Regions from separate parts of the Mus musculus genome. Here region 2 is linked to region 1. The links are chromatin contacts, called in public HiChIP or PLAC-seq maps. All regions are on one chromosome and are shown on one strand. Each heading gives the region's core, a stretch centred on a gene start, on an enhancer-like site or on the middle of the called end of the contact. The rest is flanking DNA. Distances are from core to core; before and after follow the strand shown. Region 1 overlaps Gm42209 (a long non-coding RNA gene). Region 2 has its middle 11 kb from the start of Gm11548.

Region 1 (5,780 bases), core at 1,630-4,129:
CCTTTATAAGAGGAATATTGTCTTAATGTAGGCAACCGTTATTGCATATATGACTAGAACTCTCAGATATGGAGACTTCAATCAGTGTCCAGGAGGAAAGGCTTCTTTTCTTTGCCATGTTCTCTTATTTTTTCCTCTCTTCCTGTCCTGCCTCAGTTTAACAACACAAATTTATTTTTCAAAGTTCTGGAGGTTTCAAGACAGAGATCAAGATATGGGCAGATCTTCTGTCTGGTGAGGGGACTATTTCCCAGCTTATAGATGATCATCTTTCTCCCCTCCTCTTCCAGGGCTGAGAATCAAACCCAAACCTCAATCACTGAGTTATACCCTCAGCCCTGGTTGCTTTCTCCTGGATACTTCCATGGGGTGGGGTGGCTGCATCTCTTCCCTAAGGGTATGCATTCTGTTGACAAAAACCCGGCCCTCCTGCCCTGATCATTCCCTCCAAACCAGCACACTGGTGTTATTATTATTTCAAAGTAGAACCTTTGGGGAAATGCAAACATTTAACCTAGGCAACTTTGTTCTTAGGGACCCCAGGAAGCAGGATTGCATGGAATCGTCTGGTAGTGATGACTGAGGCAGAACGTGATGCAAACCTTCTCAGCAGCATTCTCCTTCATTGAGACACTCTTGTCACCTGCCTTTAGTAACAGGAAACCTATTCTGTGCATTCTTTGGCAAGCTATCTGTATAATTCCCCAGCCCCTATAAGCTTGCATGCATAGTTTTCATAAAGAAATGACATTTTTAGGGTTCTGTTACTTCGTCTCATCTTGGATTTAGCACAATATCAATTTTATTTATTTATCCCGGAGACTTTCTTCTTAATTAGCCGTGAACTCCTTGGAGATAGAGATGGTGACTCAATATCCTCTGTGTTTCTGGTGTCTAATGAAGTGCACAAGTGTTTACGACTGTGAATTAATGATTATCATCAAGGTTGAATACTTAAAAGAATATTTGTTAAGAATAAATAATATTTAAAGATTTGAATAACATTGAATAACATTTAACTTGGATCAGTATCTTTTTTTTAAATACCTGTTGAAGAAAACACTACGTAGGAGGAAAAGGGGCAGAAAAAAAAGAGGAGCTTTCTCTACAGGGTTCTTTGTAGATGTGTCAATGAATAAGCTAATATTAAGTCAAAAGAGTTTCACCATATATTAGATGTCCAACTGAGATTCACTTCTCACTTTAAAACAGCATTACTTCCACTGTGTTTCCTTTACGGTGAAACCAAATTAATGAGACTACTCACAGATTACAAACACTGTGTGTATCTTTATATTAGTGAGAATCCTAGGAGCAAATACCTTAATGAGGCAAAAATAAGCCACCATGTCACCCTTAGTTACTTCAAAAACACAACATTGTTCTTAGAACGTGTTTTTGTGCCCTTCCCAGGTATAGTGGAGAAGCGTGAGTTTACTTCAGCTGTTGTTTTTCTTATACCTCTATGGGAAAACATACTTTTGCCACATGCCTCCTGTCCTTGTGATTGTACAATGTATATTCTAGTGACGCCTCTTTTTTTTTTTTTTTTTTTTTTTTTTGGTTTTTCGAGTCGAGACAGGGTTTCTCTGTATAGCTCTGGCTGTCCTGGAACTCACTTTGTAGACCAGGCTGGCCACGAACTCAGAAATCTGCCTGCCTCTGCCTCCTGAGTGCTGGGATTAAAGGCGTGTGCCACCATGCCCTGCCCTCTAGTGACTCCTCTTAACACTCAGAGTATAAACTGTCTGATGCTCTGAATAAAGTTGGCTTCTGCATGAGACTTTAGTCTGCTTCATTTTTAGGCGCCACATTCTCGGGTTCACAATGCCAACTAGGGTAGCGAACAGCAGAGCCCTTACCTAGCATGTAAAAGGTCCAGAGTTCAATTCTCAGTAGCACAAACAGACACTAAATAAACTAGGATATAAGAAAGGAACAGAAGTGGATGCTCACAGTCAGCTATTGGATGGATCACAGGGCTCCCAATGGAGGAGCTAGAGAAAGTACCCAAGGAGCTAAAGGGATCTGCAACCCTATAGGTGGAACAACAACATGAACTAACCAGTACCCCGGAGCTCTTGACTCTAGATACATCTTTTGATATGTATCAAAAGATGGCCTAGTTGGCCATCACTGGAAAGAGAGGCCCATTGGACATGCAAACTGTATAAGCCCCAGTACAGGGGAACACCAGGGCCAAAAAAATGGGAATGGGTGGGTAGGGAAGTGGGGGGGAGGGTATGGGGGACTTTTGGGATAGCATTGGAAATGTAATTGAGGAAAATATGTAATAAAAGATATATAAAAAAAAAAAAGAAAGGAAGGCTAAACCAGGAGAAGGTAATATTGCTAGCCAGAACAAGAGAGTTGGAGAACACAGGGAAGAAGAGAACCAATTCTAAGTGGATAGACTAAATATGGACTATGCTGCACACTCTAGGCTGAGATGGCAGTGTTTTCAGAAGACCCATGTTAAAGCCTTGGTTTCTAGCAAAGGCGCTCTATTGGGAGGCAGTAGGAGCTTCAGAAGGTGGACGCCACTCACAGGCTTTCTGTCACTCTGGGCTCAGCCTTGAAGGGTTGTGACATGATCAGTTCTGCTCTGTCATGTACTCTCCACCCTGATGCAAGTGGAATGGAGCCAAATGACCACAGACTAAACTTCCTAAGTAGCATCTTTATCTTACTTTGTTACCTGTGCCATTTATAGAAAACTCATATACTATATTAGAGGTGCATGAAGAGCAACAATATAAAAACAGATGTTGTGGTCCCTCCTAACGAACTGTGGGTGCCACAGCTGGGGCACAGCAGGATCCTGCGTGTCTTTAGAAATGTCTGAGCCAATGACAACCTTTGGGTGGTCCCCCAGGAGGCCTGGGGTGATGACTCTGTGGTCTCCATGGAGTTAACTAGGACATGGCTTAGTTATGCTATAATTGGAGACCCAGAAGCCTGGCTCTTCTCTGAGTCTCTCGTGTAGAGTTACAGATTTGTGTTCCTGAAGGGCTCTGCAGAAAACAGCATCACAAAAGCACAGAGAAAGAAGGGAGGGAAAAGGAAGAAAGCTGACCAACAAGTAAGCAGTAAGTCGAAATTATCATCAACATGCCTCAAGCTTAGATTTTTTTTTTTACTAATTTTTAAAGGAAAAACAATTCCTTTATCATTTAAATTATTCTGGTAAATTAAAGGAAAAAGGAGCTAAGTTGTTCTTTTATGTGATAAAGCTAATGAAATCCCCATTTCCAAATCATGAGGAATGCAAGGAAATAATATACTTACTTCAGCTATGATGATACAAGTGAAATTCCTAAATAAAATATCATTGGTGGAATTCAATACTGTGAGACAGAGAACATCGGGGCAAGCAGGTTTCATTTCACTAATCAAGACAGTTCCACATTAGAGAAGCTCTCAGTGCAGCTTGCCATGTTAACACGTTAACGAGGCAAGGCAATAATCATCAGATCTCACCTAGAAGTACACTTCATATAGTAGAAATCATTTAAAATAAGAAACGCTAATGAATTATAAATAAAAGCAAGCCTCTTCAGTGATAGGCATTAAAATTACAAACAAAACAAAACAAAATGAAAACTTAATGGAGAATCTCAGGTGAGGTTCTTTCAACACAGGGACAAGACAGCTTTCCCCATTCTCATTGCCACAATTCAATGTAGAATGACAGGTCCTGGCTAATGCTATAAGGGAAGAAACCCAAATTGTAATATAATAAATATTGGTGAGATAAAGTCTTATTTGGATATGATAATGCTCGGTAGAAGAATAATGGGGATTCACAAAAGCTAATGCCAGGATGCAGCAAGGATAAACTTTAAAAAGCCAGTGGGAAACAGAATTATACAAACAAAGCTATGAATACTTTTCTCCTGAGCCTTACATATCATAAAAAATAAATACAGAACCCATAATGTATCCCAGTACAAAGCAAAACCCCAGGGAATGCTGCAGCCAAAGTCCTGTGGACTTGGGAAAAGGTATAGTAGCCACTTTTCTATCACTAAAAACCAAAATAGAATGAACTCATAAACAAAATGGTTTGTTTCGGAGACTCCAGCCTGTGGTTGATTGGGGACTGTGCTTTGGGCTTATGGTAGTGTGGCACATCATAGCAGGAAAGCAGCAGGGACTAGAGAGGAGAGAGGCAAGATGCTTTCAGACATGCACCTCTCGTGATCTAAGAACTTAGCAGCAAACTACCTCCTAAACGGCCTACTGCCTCCCAGTCTCCCCATCCTTGGGACCAACACCTCAACATGGAGACATGCAAAATTCAAATTATGGCACAGGCAAAGAGACTCTAGATGTGACACCAAGAGTGAAATCATGGAAAGAAGAATTGATTCCATATTTAGCAACATTAAAAGCTTTTGTTCTGTGAATAACCCCAATGAAAGACTAAAAAGACAAATTTCAGATTGGGAGGATGTAGTGCCAGGTCAGATATCTGACAAATAACTTATGTTTAGGGTGCCTTACACTCTCAAAATTCTGCATTACAAGAACAACAAGAATAGCAACAAAAATCTAATTAAAAATGGATAAAACAGCGATTTCACCAAAAAAGATTTACAGATGACCAAAAAAAGGGAAAGTTTGTTCAATATCATTATCTATGTGAGAAATGAGAAGTACAACTTACACAAGATGTTTCTACTCAATGCGGAGGATGGCCACATACAAAGACAGCGATTAGACCACAAACTGGCTAGAATGTAAAGGGACTACCTTACCCATGACTCACTGACTGGGAATGTGAGATGGCCAAGCCAAACTACACTCGAAACTGAATATAAGTTACATAAAACCAGGGATTGCACTTCTGAGAATTTATTCTACAAAAACCAAAAAACACGTTTGGTCTATGGTGGAAACTTGTATATAAAGAGATACTCTTAGTAGTATTAGTCATGAGAACCCCAGACCAGAAAGTACTCAAATGTCTCTCAAAAGGGTAAGTTAAAAACTGTACTGTGTGTCTATAGCATAATACTACTCATCTATAAAGAAATAGAGTATTAATTCATGAGCCAACTTGAGTGGAACAAAAGGGCATTATGTTAAGTGAAAAAAAATAATTTTAAAAGATCACACACAATGTCATTCAGTTAATCTATCAGACCAACAGACTATAGAGATGACTTGGAAATGATAAATGAGTCATGTGCACAAAATAAAATACTTAATGAAACATGGGAAGGTGGTTCTCAGAGAGTGCTTCTGGATAGAGTCAGGCAGAGCCACCTGACCAGAGTGAGGGGTCCTGTGTCTACAGCACAGTTGAGCTGGTTGAGTGTAGCCCTTGTTACGTAAGGCATGACATACACATGACCAAGTTCAACAGAGCCATCTTGCTCCTTCAGTCTCTAGACATGAGAACACCTGTAATGTGGAATGTGAGTGTTTGGTGTTAGCTTTGCTGTTGTTTACAGTTGCACAAGGTGTTTACATTGAGTTAGGTGGGAGAAGGGCTTTGTACGACAGGAAACCACTTCCTACCAATCAAGATTTATTTCAGAATTAAAAAACAAAGAATACAACATGCACACAAAGCCAATAGAAATTTTCTCTACTATCAATAGTTAAAATATGGCAAAAGTAAGAAGCCCATGGCTTTCATTAACAAGCAATAAATATTTGAAATATCTAGAAAAAAATTTAAAGCACAATGTCCTAGAACTCTGGGTAAACTGTTAACACACTGTGGTGATTTGAATATGCTTGACCCAGGGAGTGGCACTATTGATAGGTAT
Region 2 (5,780 bases), core at 1,682-4,181, 110 kb before region 1:
TTGTTTTGTTTTTTTAAGTCCAGAAGTTGCCTGAGCCTACAGCCTGGCAATGCACCAGAGGAGCAGATGCTTGAACATGCTGAGTCAGCGCCTGGAATCGCTAGGGCCACGCACGCACAGCTGGAGAGAAAATAACCAGTCAGTAAAAATAATCTAGGTGAATTCTTTGCTTCTTAGGCAGGGTCTCACATAGCCCAAGATGCTTTAAGTTCCTACGTAGTCAAAGAGACCCTGAACTTCTGGATTTGGGATTTCAGGTAGGCACTGCCCTGCCCCAAGAATATACTTACCTCTGTTCCTTAAAGAGGACTTGAAAAGAGGGAAGAGACAGCAAGACTTAAAATATAAATATTTTCAGAAGACAAAAAAGGTTAATATATTTTGCTGTTAGTCATTTCAAGCAGAAGTGTGAAAATCACTTTTTAAAAATGCACGGGAAACAGGCAGTAGATATATACAGGCCAGGCTTCTCTCAAAATGTGTTGGAGCATCTGTAAAAAAGTGTATGTGATTTGATTCACTTCAAACAAAGCTTAAGGCAGGAGCAACACAAAGTAAAATGCAAATAAAGGAGTAGGCAAAGAAGGTTGAAGTAGCAAACGAGTCCTTTTCTCCAGGAAGGAATGGTTGTTTTCAAATCAAGCGTTTCTCACATGAAGGCTGCCAAGAATTTTGTATTTGTGAACACATGAACTTGGTCTTCTGTGTATGTGTGCACAGTGTGCATTACTATGTGTGTGGGTGCTGATGCAGGTGTCTGTGCTGATTGCGTGAGTGCCCCTGTGCATGTGGAGGCCAGAGTTTGATGTCCAGTGTCTGCCTCATTCCTTCCCATCTTAGATATTCAGGTATGGTCCTGTACTTGAACACAGAGTCCCCTGATTCAGCCAGTCTAGCTAGCTGGAGAACTCCTTTCTCTGCCTTCTAAGCACTGGAATTACAGATGGGCCATCACATCTACCTGACATTTGTGTAGGCTTTGGGAGTCTGACCTGGTGCCCTTAAGCTTGTGTGGCAACAGTCTCACCCACGTATCTCCCAGGCTCTCGTCCCCTCTCTATGGACACGTTTTCAGTGTATCCCTAACTGACCTGGAACTTGTTATGGAGCTCAAGCTGGCCTTAAACTCAGAAATCCTCCTGGCTCTGCCTCTCACGTGCTGAGATTAAAGGTGTGGGTCACCATTCCAGGCTCTCTCTACTTTTAAAGTTAAAAGAAACAGTTTTTTTTCTTATGAATAAGCAACTTTGCCTTTCTAGACTAGTTTGGTTAGACAGGCATTAGAGAAATTATTTATTATTAATTTCCTCACTCCTGATTTTAAAACAACCATAAACTACTTGACGCTGCTAGATTCCTGCTGTTACCTACATGTTACGGCGTGTGTGTGTGTGTGTGTGTGTGTGTGTGTGTGTGTGTGTATGTGTGTTAGGAAGCTCCACTTGTCTTCAGGGAATCATGCATCAGGGATGCGGTAGGTTATAAAAGGAATCTGAGTCATGACTCTATGAAGCCGCTTGGGGGCGGCATCTCGCCGCTGTCTCTTGCAGACGTGGCAAAGCTGTGGGCCCCAAAGTCGCAAAAGCTCTTCAGAAAAGTCTGAGAAGCCAGTTCAGCTTCGGGCTTTCGGGCTTTCTCTGCCTGAGCCTCTTCCGTCCTGGTGAACGCTTCAGTCCTGAATCCTGGGTCTGAAACAGCTTTGTCCACAGCAGGCTGTCTCCAAACCTGGGCAGAGGACTATTCTAGCAATTCCGTGCACAAGGGTAGGCATCAATGTTCACCCAGGACAGGCGGCTGGAAGTGACTACCCACTAACTCAAGCAGAAAGTCTTAGTATGGAAAGTCTCTTATTTAGTAGCAATAAATAATGCCTTTCCTACTGGGATCCAGGACCCAGCTAAAAAAATTTGTCTCTCTGCCAGGCCAAAACCCACCTGAAAGGCTAAGCCTGAGAAAGTCACTAAACTCTGTCTTAGCGGCTCTTCTTGGCACTGGCCTTCTTCACTGGCAACCAAAGCTGCCAAGTAACGCAGTGTTCCCAACATTAGGCCCGGGACCAAAAGTCTTTCCTTAAAGGATACCCCTGCCCCTTGAGAAAAACGGAACATCTAATTCTATCTGGGCGCGCGGGGAGCAGTCTCTAAATGTGAGCATTCATGAAGTAGAACGTTATAATTTGTTTGTTTTTGCAGATCCCTTGAGGGCAGTGAATGAAAACACGGGCATGGTCCCTTCTAGGTATGGTTGAGAGAAGGTTTTTATTGTAGATAGGAGGGAGAGAAGAGCCAGAGGCATCTGGACGAGTACGGATGGACGGAACATGGCCAGCAGAGAGGAGAGATGGGAGGGAGAGAAGAGAGGAAGAAGAAGAAGAAGAAGAAGAAGAAGAAGAAGAAGAAGAAGAAGAAGAAGAAGAAGAAGAAGAAGAAGAAGAAGAAGAAGAAAGAGAGAGAGAGAGAGAGACAAGAGAGGGGACCAGGAGAAGAAGAAGAACCAAGAGGCCAAGAGTCCAAAGGGTAACCAAGAAAGCCAGAGGTCAAAATGGGTGGGTTATATAGAAACAAGAACAATGATGCTCAGAGGCTGGAGAGGTTTGGGGCGGGAGGTAGGGGGTGGTACTGAGAGATGCTGAGAGAGCCTGGCCACTAGCATCCGCTTTTGCGAGCTAAATAGGCATTTCAGTTAGCCTTTTGTCCTGAGTTTCTCTGAGACCTAACAGGCAGGAGCCATCAGAGAACTGCGCAGGCCTGAAAGACGACTCAGGTCCCTTGCACACACTGAAGTGAGACTTCTGTGAGTTGATTCTCTTACACACTTCAGACAGAGTCCGCCAGGTGGCGCTGCTTCCTGCTTCCTATCAATTGAGGCGCTTCTCCAGCCAAGAGAGGTCACAGCCCTGGGATAACAGCACAAAGCTGACGTGATTCATATCAGGCAGTTAGCAAATGTCCAGCCATGATTGCTGCTGTTGTCATTACTAAATAAAAGATAGCTAAGGAATCATTAGCTATTGGTCCTGTGCCACCTCCAGGGAGGAGGTACAGGCATTACAAGTAGCTCAGCTCAGGATATTAAATTAGCCATTAGCTCAGGATTTTAAAAGCGAAACCATTACTTTTCGGCACCCTTGACCTGCCTATTTTCCGGCCAACCTGACTTTGCCAATATATTGTGAAGCAAGATGGAGGTCACCACCACAGGGCTAAGCTTCTGACATGGAAATATTGATCACTTTGGTTTGGGTCCAGGGTAAGCTGAAAGAAAGTCTCCAGACATTGCTGGTTGTCTAATAGAAAATGCAGCTTCCCAGATAGTCAGCTTTGGCAGGACTGGCATTGAGGCTGGGTACTTTCTCCTTGTCTGGGGCCACAAGCAGTTTCCCCTCACACAACTCTGATGAAAGTTAAAAACGCCTGGGTATTTTTTTGTCTACTTAATAAATGATCTGTGACTAACGGTGGGCTATAATATATTGAGGCCCCCTCACTTCTGTTTTGTAGCTGGATGTAGTACAATTTTGATGGAAACTGCTAGGGGAGATTTTATGCATTGGTATTTTATTATGGCTGTATAATATCTAATAATGGTTTGGCTTATAGTCTTTTTAAAAAGAAATTGTATTCTGTACCTCACAGAAGTAATTCCAGCACGTCTGCTGGTGGCTGGAGGAAACCCTAACAAGCACATGGTTTGGTGAGTCACTGTTCCTGGCCCCTCAGCAGTAACACAGGCTGAATTGGGTGCTACCCCAGGAAACTTTGTTTTATTAATTTATTCTCTCATATATAACATCCCAACCACAATGTCCCCTCACTCCTCTCCTCTCAGCCCCCTGCCCTGCCACCTCTTTCCTTCTCATCCACTCCTCCTCCATTACCTTTCAGAATGGCGCAGTCCTCCCAGGGATATCAACCAAACATGGCATATTAAGTTATAATATGACTAGGCAACTCTCTTTATAATAAGACTGGACAGGGCAATGCAGTAGGAGGACGGGGTTCTAAAGGCAGCAAAAGCATCATAAACAACCCCTGCTCCCTCTGTTAGGAGTCCCACAAAAACACCAAGCTAAAATAACTAATACACACACACACACACACACACACACACACACACACACACACACACACAGAAAGGCTAAATAACAAGGAGGGCTCAGGAGGGGATGCACGGATCTCCCTGGGAAGGGAAAATAGAATAGATGTTGTGGTGGACTGAGGGCAGGTGGGCACAGGAACAGGAAAGAGCCTGATTGGGTCTAACCCAGGCCTCTAGGAAACATTTAATGACAGTCCTGTGGTTTGTTTGTTCTGTTACAACTTGAAGCAAACTCAGGGCATCTGTGGCCAGTGACTCACCTACGAGAACATTATCTTTGGCCATTTAACCTCTGTCTCATTTTCCTCCTCTTGACGAATGACAATGATAAGAATAACTTCTCTGTCCCACATAAGAAGCTTAAATAAAGTCAAAACCCTAAAATACAAAAACACACACAGTGCAAGCTTCACTCCTGGATAACAGAGCCCCGAGATATCATTCTCTTGACTGTATGCCCCATGACATAGATCTGGCTGAGTTCTTTTCTCTCAGAGGCTCTGTTTACAAAGGACTCTGATCTCAGGTAGCACTTCTTCCAGCATTGTGAGTGATGATGTCTCAGTGCTGCCTAGCAACAATGGCCATAGCAACAGTGAGTGCACACTGAACATTAAGAACACGCTCAACAACCCTGCGAAGGAGGCTCTATCATTAACTTCCTGGATGGAGATGAAAACAAATGAATTATTTGTAAAGTGCCACAGTTGAAACAAGGACATCTAATTAATAAAGCCCCACTCTCGACAAACATGTACTGAACAGACATTTGTTTCCTGTGTGTTTGAGACTCTGAGAATTGAGAATAAAATTCACTTCAAATCCTCAGAAGACTTGTGATCCAGCAGGTGACACAGACATACACAGAAGAATGTTCATGGGACGATATGAGAACAAGAGGCCAGTGTTTGGTACAATGGAAACACTAACAGGGCAATGACAGTTTTCTGGGTACTTTTCTTAGGGAGATAAAGAGACCTTTGAATGAATGAAAAATGTCCAAGGCTGTTCCAGAATATAGACCATAGATTGCAAGAGTTCTCCATTGCTAAGGTAATTGTGAGACCTATTGAGATAAGATTCAAGCTGTCATTAGTCACTCATCCCATTATTTTATTGCCAGGATTATCTTTGGGGAAAGAAAAATAATACGCTACTATTAGACTTGAAGCAAAGTGGTTGCGTGTATCGCTCTTATCAGCGAACCCAGCGAAAGTGATAAGCATTACCCTGTCCTGCAAAGACAATGTGCTGGTTTGATGTTTCTTCTCTGTGGTGACTTGCTGCCTTCAGCACTGGGCTTTAAGATGATGGTCTTGAGTTTCCCTCTGAGCTGTAAGTAATTAGAGATGTCTGGTGCTGCGCCCTTCCTCCGTGGATCCACTTTCTCTGTTGAATACTTGTTTTCTGTGTTGTTAGGGAAAATGTGAAGTGGTGGGGCTCCTCCTGGGGCAGGCTGCCCACCAGGCATATGTTTGTGTTCTTCTCCTGATGGGGCTGGAAGAGAACTGTGGTTTGGAGAAATGCCTTTGGTCTGGAAACGCCCATCTGTAATGCTCTATGGCTTTCAATCGGGGAATTACTTAAGGGATAGGAAATCAGTTTCCATTTTGATGTTTCAATAGAGTGCAGTCCCTAGAAGCCACTACTTTATTGTTGTATCCTGTGCTTCCCCACTCAAA

What was found. HiChIP or PLAC-seq counts read pairs in DNA pulled down with a chosen protein or histone mark.
Region 2: a contact with region 1 is called in a CTCF HiChIP or PLAC-seq map of pro-B cells, with 7 times the contacts expected there. The contact joins two enhancer-like sites. A contact is called at or near these places in 1 of 15 datasets of contacts at CTCF or cohesin (pro-B cells) and 11 of 484 Hi-C or Micro-C datasets (the CH12 cell line, the G1E-ER4 cell line, the HL-1 cell line and 7 more).

The regions. Positions count from the first base shown.
Region 1 is chr3:36,386,615-36,392,394 of GRCm38.p6, reverse strand. The region is part of intron 1 of Gm42209 (a long non-coding RNA gene); the gene reads left to right. Among named protein-coding and RNA genes, the nearest start is that of Gm42209, 17 kb to the left of the region's middle. Within about 2 kb of position 2,879, at least 5 of the 459 cell types and tissues checked have an H3K27ac peak or open chromatin away from gene starts, as enhancers often do. A contact at or near this core is called in pro-B cells, where this site is marked.
Region 2 is chr3:36,492,727-36,498,506 of GRCm38.p6, reverse strand. No RefSeq gene overlaps it. Among named protein-coding and RNA genes, the nearest start is that of Gm11548, 11 kb to the left of the region's middle. Within about 2 kb of position 2,931, at least 71 of the 459 cell types and tissues checked have an H3K27ac peak or open chromatin away from gene starts, as enhancers often do. A contact at or near this core is called in pro-B cells, where this site is marked.